2 separate regions of the Arachis hypogaea genome follow, and region 1 is linked to region 2. The links are chromatin contacts, called in public Hi-C maps. All regions are on one chromosome and are shown on one strand. Each heading gives the region's core, a stretch centred on a gene start, on an enhancer-like site or on the middle of the called end of the contact. The rest is flanking DNA. Distances are from core to core; before and after follow the strand shown. Region 1 holds the start of LOC112800599. Region 2 has its middle 26 kb from the start of LOC112803227.

Evidence for each region. Hi-C and Micro-C count contacts between places; a contact is called where the count stands out from the background.
Region 1: a Hi-C map of leaf shows a contact between it and region 2, with 2.2 times the contacts expected there. The contact joins the promoter of LOC112800599 here to the enhancer-like site in region 2. A contact is called at or near these places in 3 of 8 Hi-C or Micro-C datasets (all in leaf).

Annotation. Positions count from the first base shown.
Region 1 is chr5:8,765,319-8,768,867 of arahy.Tifrunner.gnm2.J5K5, forward strand. LOC112800599 reads left to right here and starts at 1,641. Exons shown (of 3, transcript XM_025842932.3): 1 at 1,641-2,183; 2 at 3,026-3,549. The coding sequence starts at 2,170.
Region 2 is chr5:8,728,485-8,732,045 of arahy.Tifrunner.gnm2.J5K5, forward strand. No RefSeq gene overlaps it. Among protein-coding and RNA genes, the nearest start is that of LOC112803227, 26 kb to the right of the region's middle. Within about 2 kb of position 1,272, at least 2 of the 3 cell types and tissues checked have open chromatin away from gene starts, as enhancers often do.

The DNA.
Region 1 (3,549 bases), core at 391-2,890, 37 kb after region 2:
ATATATTTTAATTTATTTTTAATATATATTTTTATTATAATATATATTTTTGAATGACATAAATGGCTAAGTTTTTTAGTAATTAAATTTAACCAACTTAATTCAATGACTCACCAGCATAACAAAATTCAGATAAATGTGTGTATGGATTATCGCTCTAAATAAAATGAGAATTGATCTATATTATGATATTTATCAGAGAATAATAAAATTTGATTATGGACTTGATTATAAAAATGTTTATTCATTTAGTAGTATTTAGAAGAGAAATATAAATGGAGAAATAGAGACGGAAATAAGTCTCGGTATTATATTTAGTGTAAAATAAAAGACAAAAAATTAAATAGAAAAAGTATAGGTATACAATAAAAATATTAAACAATGTGAATAATAGATATATTGAATGTTCAATTTACTAGATATACGGATGATTATTCTAATATTAAGATTTAGGTGGATAATTTAGGGTGTAGTTTGTTTTTAATTTATTGAGTCAATTTTAGAGTCTAAGTGTTTACATAATCTTCTTCTCTCCGAAGAAATTTTTCATCAAAATAATGAGTCATCGTTGATATCGACACATCTAAAAGTCAACTTTTCCACTATCACTCCCAAAAAACAAAACTCTGCCTTACGTAAAGTTGCCAGAGTACGCTTAACCTCTGAATTTGAAATCACTGCTTATATACCCAGTATTGGCCATAATTTACAAGAATATTCTGTAGTCTTAGTAAGAGGGAGAAAGGTTAAGGATTTACCCGGTGTGAGATATCACATTGTTCGAGAAACCCTAGATGCTGTCGGAGTAAAGGATCGTCAACAAGGTCGTTCTAGTGCATTATAGATTCTTATCCAAGACTTGTATCATTTGATAATGCCATGTGAATCGCTAGAAATATGTGAAGTCACATTGCTCACAAAAATCATTATTTACTTAACAAAGTCCAATAAAATAAGAATAAAATTCTAATTTAATTTGCACAAAAAGTAAAGTTGGAATTAATTAATTGAAATGAGGATATTTTAGGTATAAAATATTATTAAAGTTTTAGTCTCTATCCTAAAAATTTTAGTCTCCTGTGTCTTCACTTTTTGGAAGTATTGAAATATTAAACTTTTAGAGATAAAGACTGAAATTTTAGTACCAATTTCTAGACCAATAAACATGATACTGAGTTTCAATCTCTCAATCTCCATTCCAATACCTCAACAAAATTTTGTATATTTTATATGAAAGAGTGATTTAATAATTAAAATTTTATATATAATTAATATAATTGTATTAATTACATTGTTTTATGGTCCAGTCTAATAAATATTGGAAGTCCACTCGATTTACTTTTAAAGTCGACAAATTTTCAATTCATCCGAGCTAACCAACGCATTTTAAGTGATGCCATCTCTTAGTGAAAGTCAAGACAGCTGATGGATACTTCTAGATACGGGTCTAAACGAAAAGATCCGATAAGTACAGATAAAGAGAGGAGATGCCTATTTCTCTTTTAAGTACGTCATTTTTTTACGCTAATTAACTATCTCATTATACAGACATTTATTTTAACATTAAAATATTTTAACAAATGACCGCACCTGCCAACTTATCGACAATAATAACCGCACTCTTCGCTAAATTCACACCCAAATCCAAATTTTTAACATCACACCGTTACTCACACCTAGCCATACAACCGACCACCCATCCAACGAGCAGCCGAACACGTTGTTAAGGATACAAAAGAGAAAATTTGTATTGAAAAATAATAATTTTTAGTTTTCAACAACAATATCAAATATACTCTCTATGTTTTCCATGAAAAATGATATTTTATATAAACATCTTTTGTTTTTCTTTGTCAACAAAAAAGGAAAAGAGAAAAAAGAAATTTAACCTCGGGGTTTGTTTTTTAATTTACAGTCTACTATGGTGTCTGCAAAATTGAGAGTTGTGTCTGGGGTTTGAGGGTGTTCATGATTTTTTAATTGCCTTTCAGAGCTCACACTTTCATTTTCTCTTCTTCCCTCTTCTTTCTTTCTTTCTTGCTTTCTTTCTAAGCGCACTGTTCCTATTCACTTCTATGTCTTCTATTCTCTCTCCTCCTCCTTCATCATCATCAACTCCCAAACCCTAATCATCTCCTTCATTTCACTCATCTTCTTCCAACACTCTCCATGTTCCCCCACAGGTACTATCTCTATCTCTATCTCTATCTCTTCTCCTACTTTCTCACTCATTGCTTTCTATTTTCAATAAATTTCCAAACTTTCCCCGTTTTGGAACCTCATGATTCTGTTTTTCTCTTCTCGTTTATTTGTCTACTTATTGCCTTATTCTATTTTTGGTGCCACCTATTCACTGATGGTTTTTCTTACTTTAATAGTTGAGTTGGTGCTTTCTGGTACCTAGAGTGCTCTGTTTTAAGCAATTGATACCCCTCTTTCGGCGCTTTTTATTTTTCGCCAACTGATGCTGATCTTATGTTTAAATATAGATGATTGGTTGGTTCCAGTATGGTAAATTTTGTATCCTCTTAACTCAACGGTCCTGATAGGGTTGCTTGTATTTTCTACTTGTAGCATGCAACCCTGAATTCTAATTTATTGCTTCATGCCTTTTCTGTACTTCTTTATTCCCTATGTTTATATTTGTGTTTGATATATTTAATTTATTAGTTTTTGGCATTATATGCTGCCTGCTACTAATCTAACGCTTGATACACGAAGCTCATGCAGAGAATAGAATAGTTGTTCCTTTATAAGTGCTATGCTACTGTGAGCTGTAATTGCATTTGGTTGTAATTTTCATTTCTTTGGGAAGATGATTGTAACTGTTATTGTCTGCTAACTGAAACAAAACCAAAGGAAATTATCAGAAGAAAAAAAAATGTTGTCTGCTTTTACATATCTTTCATTTTCTTTTTTTGGGTTGGTGGAGGCATTTTGTGTTTTAAGTGTTTTGCATATTAGCCTATGTTAGAAGTGGCAAAAAGAAGAAGAAAAGACTTACATTTGTTTGTGTTTCCATTAGGGGATTGTTGCAGCTGGTCACAACGCTCACTTGTTATGTGGTTCTGGCATGTACCTTCTTTTACCCTGACACACATGGACACTCTAGCAATGGGATGCAAAATCCACCAGCTTCTGATGCTTATGCTTCTTTAACAAAAAGTTGCAAAGTGGATACTTCAGACACCATTTGTAGTGACTCTAGTTTAGATAACAGTTTTCGAAATGTGTGTCCAAACTCCCGCTCATTCTGCTCTCCTTCAATGTTATTGGGGTCCTCTCATAAAGAGGGAAGTATAAAAGAGACTTCTTTAGGAGGATCTGGTAGTGCGTATGATAGTCCATTTTGTATAGAGGTGGCTCATGATAGCAGGCAGGCAAGTAACAGTAGCTGGTCATCTGACTATGGTGTGTTTAGGTTATTTAATGGAAAGTTTATTTCTTGTTCTATGAACTCCAGAGAGGGAGTTAATGAAATACCATCTCTTAAAGCCCAGGATGGTCATAGAACTGGCAGAAGCGATGTTTCTTCTTGTGGAGGCTCTT
Region 2 (3,561 bases), core at 22-2,521:
CAGTTTTGGGGATAGAATCTAGACTTATCTCAGATAGGAATGGGTAGTTCCTAGGGAAGAATTGGTGTATGTAATCAAATTATAGTGAAATTCTTTCACTGTTGTGATGGAGATTGGATGTAGGTTGCATTGCACCTAGTAGCTGAACTATGATATTTTTGGGTGTGATTCTCTTTCTCTCTCTCTCTCTTCAACTCCATTTCTGTTTTTGTTACATAGAAGATAAAATTAAAAAACATCTCCTAACTGATTACAAGACAAACAGAAAAAGTCTCTTAACTAGTTATGAAAAATAAAAATAAAAATGTCTCCTGAAATTATCTAAAAAGACAAAAAAAATACTCAACAAAAAAGAGTTAAGATTTAATCTCCCATTTTTTTAATTACTGATTACCATTAATATTCTTATAATTCACCTAAAATAATTCAAACTTAATAACTTTTAGATGCTAATCTAACTTAGATAAGTGAAACCAATTACACTCTAAACTCAATATGCTTTCGAACACAATCACTTAAACAAAACTATAAATAATTTTTGTGTGGATTAACTTTTTTTATTTTGTGTATCTCTCAATGTGATGAACTTAATTTTAAATAATAAAAAAAATTGAACCATATAATATCAAGGAATAAAACTACATTAGCAAAAGCTGTGTTTGTATTTCGAATTATTGCTTCTTTCATGGTTGATTTCTTCATATATAGCAGTTTGATCGATCTCTTCTTCAATTGAAGAATTATTTTTTTTATTTTGTTGTATTAGTCATTGCACCCGTCAAGGAGATAGTCATTAATTGAATATAAATATCTTTTTTATTTATCTTGATTGCAATGTGCAATAACTTTTCAAATAAAGGACAATCGAATTTTTACATATAATTGTTAATCATGAGTTGTATTGTACGAATTATAAATTGTTTTATTGTGTTCCTTGATTGCTTTTTAATAAATTTTTACATTGCTCATAAAAAATAAGTTAAAATATAAAATATCAATTATATTATCATAACAAGTTAATATTCAATTCTTAACGCAACATATACTTTATTCTATACGAAATATCTTTTGAAAACGAAAGTAATATGCAGAGTTTCCTGAGAGAAATGATAAAATGATGCATGATATGCATCGGTTTATTTATTCGGCCCATTGCATGTGTGAAAAAGTTTTTAAAACCCGTGAGTATTAGGCCTTAACCCATATTGTCCCCAGGTAGCAAAATAAAGTCAGAAAAGTCCAAGGGGTTAACCAATGAATTGCAATCACTCAATTATCGTACCTTTTGTGGCTTTGGTTTGGGCAATTTGAGCCTATTAACAATGAAGAGTTCTTCAGTTCGAGGGAAAAAAAAAAAAAAAGAACAGGATATCTACACTACAACAAGAAAGAGTTTTCAGTTGTAAGCCTTTGGTGAAAGCCACCTATATCATTATCCTCTCAATTGTTAAAAAAAATTGAGAGAGTAAAATATGATTTTTAATTTTTTATTATACATTTTTTCATTTTTTTAATCTATTTATAAAATTAATAATAAAAAATTACACTTTACTCCCTTAATTATTAAAAAAAAATAGAGAGGATTCATTCTTTAATATAGTGAGGCACAAATTTAGTGAGCCGCATCTATTTGTATCGGTAAAATGCCCAAAAGTGATTTTGCTTATTGGTAAGTTAGATTGACTAAAACAAAATATTTTAGGAAAATTGATAAATTCATTCCTGATTTTTTCTCTTCAAAATTTGGATATATCGATCTCTGGGTCTAATTTGTCCTATTTTAAAAACTCTCTTACGTGAGCACCCGTATCAACCAGATCAGTATAACGGGTATCACATTTAATTTTTTCATTAGATTTAACAAATCAAAGTGAACATGACTACATGAGAGATTGATATGTCCACATTTTTAAAATATCAAAAATTTAAATGTATTTTTAAATTCTCAAAAACTTAAATATCTATGGATTAAAAAGTCAAATACATATCTATCCTTTTCTTAATATTTTATTTTAATGGGATCTTTTTGTTATAATTTTTACGATAGAAATTTTTTCATAATTTTCTTTATCTTTTTCTTTTTATTTTATTCAATTTAATTACAACCTTTATTTTCATTATTAACTGTCAGCTTCTCAAACTCTTGTCAGTTCCTCTCACTGTCGCTTCTCATGTTGGACTTCTAAAAATTAATACTAAATCTCCCTCACCACCATCACCACCACCACCACTACCACCGTCTCCACCGTATCCTTCTCCCTCCCTCTCATCACCACCACCTCTCTCTACTTCCTCGTTCTTTTTCTCTACCGTCGCAAGTGCACTACTCCTTTTATTATCTTCACCGCCGGCGACGACAACAAACTTTTCCAACGTCTTTCCTATTAACTCCTTCGTCGCACCACCAACTTCTTCTCCTCTCAGTCCTGGTGACTTCAGCACCGTCTTTTTCAATATCCTCCCTCCTTCGACTCTAACGAGAACCGCAGTGAAGCTCATGGACCCGTTGAGGGTTGCAGTGATGCATGTATACTCAAAGGTAGAAATTGTGGAATTGATCTATGCCATGAGAGCCTCTGGTGTAGTGACTGTTAGAATATATTAGAATCAATTAGTATTAATTAGAATTATTTAGATATGTTAAATAATACTAATTGATCTAATTGATGCTAATTATACTCTAATATCTCTCTTCAAATTCAAGTGACAATTTAAATTTAAAACTTATTTGAAACAACTTAATAAAAAAATACATAAATTAATAAAACAGATAAATATAATCAACATCAATTAAATCAATTAATATTATTTAACATATCTAAATAATTCTAATCGATACTAATTAATTCTAGAGTAAACTATCGTTTTTGTCCCCAACATTTGGGGTAAGTCATATTTGTGTCCCTAACGTTTAAATCGTCCTATTTGTAACCCTAACGTTTATAAAAGTAATTCAATGTTATCCTACTATCAATTATACTAACAAATCAGATTATATTTTTCAATTATTCTCACTTGGATGTATTCATTCTCAATTATGTCTCACTTGGATGTGTTCGATTTTAATATTATATCCACTATTTGTGTTTAGATTTAATTATGTTTCTAGAAAAGTGAATTATGTAAATGTTGTAGGAATTAGTTTCAACTTTTGATGAGCTATTTTTTGGAGTAGATCATCGATTCTATCCCAAATATTTGTATTCTAACTTCAAGAAGAAATTTTTAAAACTCAAATTAAAGTGTTCATGATGTGTAATTAATAATAGGATAACATTAAATCATTTTTACAAACATTAAAGATACAAATATGATAATTTAAATATTAGAAACACAAATCCAAAAACAAAAACAAATTAATTCTAATATATTCTCACAGCGACAATAATCCTTACCCATCATTCTCAATGATACTCCAGCGAATTTTATTGGATTCTTCAAAACCCGAACCCACTTTAAAATCGTGAAGAATAGAATTGGAATTCCCATTGCAACGTTATGAATGGATTGTGTTCCATTTTTTAAATTCAGGAGCCGCTCACATAAAAACGTTTAAAATAT